2 separate regions of the Mus musculus genome follow, and region 1 is linked to region 2. The links are chromatin contacts, called in public Hi-C maps. All regions are on one chromosome and are shown on one strand. The core of a region is the stretch at or near the end of the contact, and the rest is flanking DNA. Distances in the headings are between cores, read along the strand shown. Region 1 holds the start of Rab1a (RAB1A, member RAS oncogene family). Region 2 holds the start of Fbxo48 (F-box protein 48).

Region 1 (2,721 bases), core at 146-2,645, 3.3 Mb before region 2:
AGCGGTAACTGACCAAAGCAACAAATAAAGCCCAGCTTTTACGGCAATAGTGATTTCTCTTATTAAAAACCAACAAAAATCCCTCTCCCTTAAAGATTTCTGACACTAAAGTATAATAAAAATGGCATCTCTTAAAGTTATTTTCATATATGGAAACCATAGGAGAATTTTGGGTTCAAAGAGAGAGCCTAACAATGTCTATCCAAGAAAGGAGAAGCGCAGTTCCCATGAAAGGTGCCAGGTGTGTCACATCTGCTACAGTGACTTCTTGAGTAAGCAAGAAAAAGGAATGCATTAACTTTTCATGACACGTCATGGAACCTCATTTCCTATCTACAGGCATTCAAGCAGGTAATCTAAAACCTACATACAACTCTATCATCAAAGGCCCCATTAGTTTCTTTTCAAAACTGTCTGCAAACTTGTACTTTAACTTGGTGGTACCAGGAAGACATTTCTAGTTTATTTTTAGTTCAGTTTTGTTCTTCTTTTTCTTCTTCTTAACCTACTGGAGACAAAAGGTGACTGGGAGACTCATGTCTCCCCTAAACCAAAAATTTCACAAATGTCCAGGATTTTGTAAGGGTCACGTCTCACAAGTCTCACAGAACTCTCCCAGGAGACAAGCCCAAAAGAAAACTAAACATTATAAATAGCTCCTCACCATCTCCTCATCCCCCTCAAGCCCACGCAGTCCCAAGAAGCATCCATATTACCTAAAACCCAACAGGGAGAGAGCTCTAACAAGCTCGGGATTTACAAGTAAAGCCGACGCTGACAGCTCCGCAGAGCCGGCGCAGGGTCTGACAGTGCCCTCTAGCAGAGCTCTCCCACCTACCTCCCCTTAAAACCAAGTCCTCCTCCAGCCGTCACTGCCTCCAGAGACGCGCCCCTCCTGGCTACTGTCCGAGGCCCTCTCCCCAACGCCCAGCCGCGGCACCTAGCTCCCCGCCGGCTGCGGTCGGGACCCGGCCCGCAGGCCCGACCCCTCCCCGCTGCGCTGCGGCCCTCGGCCTTCAGACAATGGGGCCCTCAGGCTGCTCCGTCTCCTTCGCCCGGCCGACCTTCCCGGCGCTGCGCAGCGAACCTCCCGGCGGCCCTCACCCCCGGCCGGCCGCTCTCACCCCGGCCCGCCCCGGCTCTCCTGCACTCACTATTCGGGATTCATGCTGGACATGTCACTGCAGCTGCCGCCGCCGCCGCCGCCACCACCGCCCTTGCTGACGCAGCCGCCGCCCCAACTCTCCGCGCCACAGGTAATGGAAAGGGAGGAATGAGCTAAGCTGTTCCGGTAGAGCAAACGTCGACCCCACTCCGACCCTTAGAACACAATCAGCAGCCGCCGCCACTCAGTGATCGCTTCCACCCAAAATGGCCGCCGGCGAACCAGGAACTGGGGAAGCCTAGGCCAAGGGGCCTGGCGCGGCCCAGAGGGCGGCAGCGTCGCGGGGCACGCTGGGAAAGAGAGTCATGAGCACACCGCGCGCTGGGCAGCCCGACCGGGCCGAGGGCTGTCTGCACTCAGCTTCCCACTAGGCCCCGCGCCCTGAACGCATGCGCACTTTCGAGCTTGTAGCCCGCCCCGTCCCGATTCCCTCACCCCCACACCCCGCCCTTCCTGCTCCCCTCCCCGCTGGCCTGCTGGCTAGGACTTCGCTCGGACTCCCCCTAGCGGATTGGCTAAGGCCGACCGGGCTGTGTTGATGTCATCAGTGAGACGTGGCAGCAGGGCGAGTCGGTGCCCCATCGGGAGGGGAGGAGGAAGGAACTCGGCGGAGGGCGGTGCCGCAGCAGAGGGGGAGGGGGCTCCCAGGAAGCCTGGGACAGTGAGGAGGGGTGGAGACAGCTTGACGAGCTCTGCTCAGGCAAGACCACAGGGGCCATCACCATCAGGGTCTGAGGCTGCTCTAAGGACAGCAGGAAACTCAAGCGGCCTCTGTAGACCTTGCGCTTTCTCACTCACCCGACTCCTTCTCTAATTTTTTTTTTTTTTTTTTTACCGTTTTACTCTAGCAACTTGATGTTGCAATAGCTGCAAATGGACCCTGTTCTAGTCTCTCTTCTGCTCACACAGCCAGATTTCCCTGTCTGAAACTGCTCCTCCATCTCGACCTCCAACCTTTAACATTGTGCTGTTGAGACACAGGCTAAAGTCAGCCTTAACCAGTCTTCTCCTCCTACTTGAGGCCTAGACTTAAAAGTTGAATTGTTTTCCGGGATAGGGTTGGGTTGGGTTGGGTTGTTAAGTTTTGTTTTTGTTTTTTTTGAGGGGGGGGGGTTGCAGTTGCTTTTGCTGCTCTTTGTTTTTTATTAGTACTAATTCTGTGTCCGTCTGCACAACTGGGCAGTAATAAGTATTTTTTTTTAAGCCATGAAACTCTTCAGTACGGACTCCAGAACTAATATTAATACATTTTTTTAGACCTAATGGTGTCAACTTTAATCAGCTCAGGAATTTAAATCTCCGCTAAACTTTAACGCATTATCTTGCGTTATTTATTACAAAGGGCATAGTATAATACACTGACCAAAGTTTATCTTCCAACTTGTTCTAAGCAAGAATATTATCTCCTGGGGCCAACTGTAGATTTACTTTTAATTTCTGAATTTCTGTGACATCAAAATATGCAAAAGAGGCTGTTCTCATGACTAACCATATACTCAGAACATATTTACACATCCCTCTGGCGTTCCTCCGTGTGTCCTGACAGCCTCATCAGA
Region 2 (2,700 bases), core at 77-2,576:
AGAGTGGTGTCTTAGAAATCAATCTATCTTATGTGCCTAATTATGAGCTAAGGATCACTGTCCCCAAATCTATTACTGAGTGACAAGTACAATCTAAGTAGTTCATAATTCAGCTAGGAATAGTATATAGCTATAGATGTAAAGCCTTATTCCAGCTAATGTTCTCAAGGACCACAGTGGAAGCTTCTGGAAGCTTCAAGGCTGCACACATCATCCTGGGCCATGTTGCAATATAAGCACAATTTGTGTTTACCTACTTTATAATACTTACAGTTCCTTTTGTGGTGGAGAATCAGGATACAATAGGCATTTGATGTATAGCTAAATATCTCTTCATTCAGTGACTAACAATTCCCTTTTCAGATGCACTACTCGAGTCTTTGTAGTTAGTAACATCATGGTGACTACCTTTGGTTAGGCTGTTTATGATCCAAACTGGTTGTGGTTAGAACTGTAATGTCTGAACTGAACAGGGGCTTCCTTTAGAAATAGAAAATAGAAAGCAACTTGGTGTGCAAAAACAAGACAAAACCCACAAGATCAAGTATTTGCAACGAACCTTCTCCCCTCCTACCACTGGTACAAACTAAAGGCAAAGTGTCATCTTTGAAACTAAGTTTCTATTAGGAGGTTACACTACACTCAGATGTTTGCTGTTTCTCCCAGGCTCTCCCTAGGAATAAAATCTTTCCTTCTGTCAAAGGAATTCCACAAGAGGCAGGAAGTTTTTCAATTGAACATTCTGTGGTGCCTTGGTCATATTCCCAAAAATCTCACTAGGAATCTTCTAAATTATCTCTCTTGAATGCCTCGAAAGCTATTCCTTGTATGTCGCCTCTTTTTGAACCAACCTTGCGGAAATATTGCGTTAGCTTGCGGTCCTCCCACCTCCTTTTCAAAGATCTGCTTCTATGTATGTGTATTGCCGGTTTGCTTGCAAACAAGTCTCAGCACACAGTGCGTGCGCTGCCCGCAGGAGCCAAAAGGGGGGTGGGATCCCCGAAATGGAGTAACAGTCAGTGGCAAGACCCCTCTGTGGACACTGGGAACTAAACCTGGGTCTTTGAGAAGAGCGGTCACTCTGGGCCACCTCCAGCCCCTCCATCCACCGTCCTGTCAAATGTCACTAGGAGTGAGCAAACCGAGAAAGAGCATCGTCGGGCAAGACTAGTTCTCAGGGAGCCCACACCAGTCCTGGCGAGCGCAACCACATCCCTGTGCTGTGAGGACAGGCAGGAGAAGCGACCGACCACAGCTGAGCACGCTGGTCCCTGTGCAGGGAAGGGCAGAGCTGCCTCTCCTACCTAAAGGCGCGGTGCCGGCTCCTCCCGCGATTTCAGTCCTCCGGATTTGAATCTTTTCCGGAAGGCCTTCATGTCCCGCCCTCTCAAGCCTCGCTCCACCCATTTGCATGCGCGGTGCCTTCTGGGATTGGTAGTTTACCCTGCGTTTCATCACCGTAAGGGAAGGAAAGAAAGGAGGCCCAAGTCACTGCAAGGTCCAGCGTCCCCGCTGAGTGACAGCGGGCACATGGGCGGGACTTAAAAGAGCGGGACTTACAAAGGGCGGGACTTACAAAGGGCGGGACTTGCAAAGGGCGGGACTCCCAAAGTGCTTTGGTAGCTAGCGAGGGCTTTGAGACGGCCGAGAGTTTGAGCGCCAAGGCTCTCTCTCCCCAGGGGACTCTGCAACCTGACTAGGTGCTCCTTCCCTGAGGTGTGTGCTCGACAAAGGTTGCTGAAAAAGTTCACGTTGAAATTTTTTTTGATGATAATATCGTGTTACTCATTTCCTTTGTTTCTTAGCATAGTAACATTCCAGGGAGCTGCCCGGGGAAGCTTAACGCTCGATGCGGTATGTATTCTATCTAGTAGCATCTTGCAAAAATATAGTGAAATATCAAGGACTACCGAGACTGCTATATACGATGGAATTGCAAACCTTTCAGCTTATGTGGTTATTAAGTTAGCTGAACATTGTAGTTTTGTTCCCAGAGAAGATATTTGCTAGCATTCAACATTTACCCCTTGCCAGTCTTTCGTGCAGTTCTGTATTTCTCTAAGACTGCTTTTGCATATTACACCCTTACGGCCTTTAGTTTGAACATTCTATATGTCTCTGATTATAAAGATGTTGAAGCTAAGAGATACTTGTTTACTTAGGCCTAATGGCAGAAAGCATCCTGGGGAACTTTCCAGGATGTACATATATATACATAGAAACGCTCAATATCCCCTGTTATGGATTCAAGAAACTGTGACTCCCCTGGGAAGACACATTTAAGAGCGGACTACCTCGTGTATTGAGCTTCTTCACATTCCCAGTTAATGTCTGAAATAAGAAGTCAGAGACTTACCAGAAGGAACAGACCTTGGGGTGAGAGCTGAGGGAAGGGAGCTGCTTTCATAAAAAACACCAATCCGATCAAAGCCATACATCCCACTAGCTGGCATAAGAAAGCCTATAGCTTTCTATAGAAGATATGAGTCAGAAATACAAGGAAAGAGGAAATGGTGTGTGTGTATGTGGTGGTGGTGGTGGGGGGGTGGGGGGAAGGGGGCACCATTTGGTGTGTGCTGGTTGGTTTTTGTCAACTTGACACCTTGGAAGAAGGAACCTCAAATGAGGAATTGTCTCACTCGGACTGGACTGTAGGCAAGTTTATGGTGGCATTTTCTTGATGATAGATCTATGGCGAGC

Evidence for each region. Hi-C and Micro-C count contacts between places; a contact is called where the count stands out from the background.
Region 1: a Hi-C map of B cells shows a contact between it and region 2, with 5 read pairs. The contact joins the promoter of Rab1a here to the promoter of Fbxo48 in region 2. A contact is called at or near these places in 2 of 484 Hi-C or Micro-C datasets (B cells and uterus).

What each region holds. Positions count from the first base shown.
Region 1 is chr11:20,200,086-20,202,806 of GRCm38.p6, reverse strand. It overlaps Rab1a (RAB1A, member RAS oncogene family), which reads right to left and starts at 1,395. Exons shown (of 6, transcript NM_008996.4): 1 at 1,155-1,395. The coding sequence starts at 1,177.
Region 2 is chr11:16,950,036-16,952,735 of GRCm38.p6, reverse strand. It overlaps Fbxo48 (F-box protein 48), which reads right to left and starts at 1,326. Exons shown (of 4, transcript NM_176982.2): 1 at 272-1,326. It overlaps Eldr (Egfr long non-coding downstream RNA), which reads left to right and starts at 1,454. Exons shown (of 4, transcript NR_110425.1): 1 at 1,454-1,716; 2 at 1,806-1,854.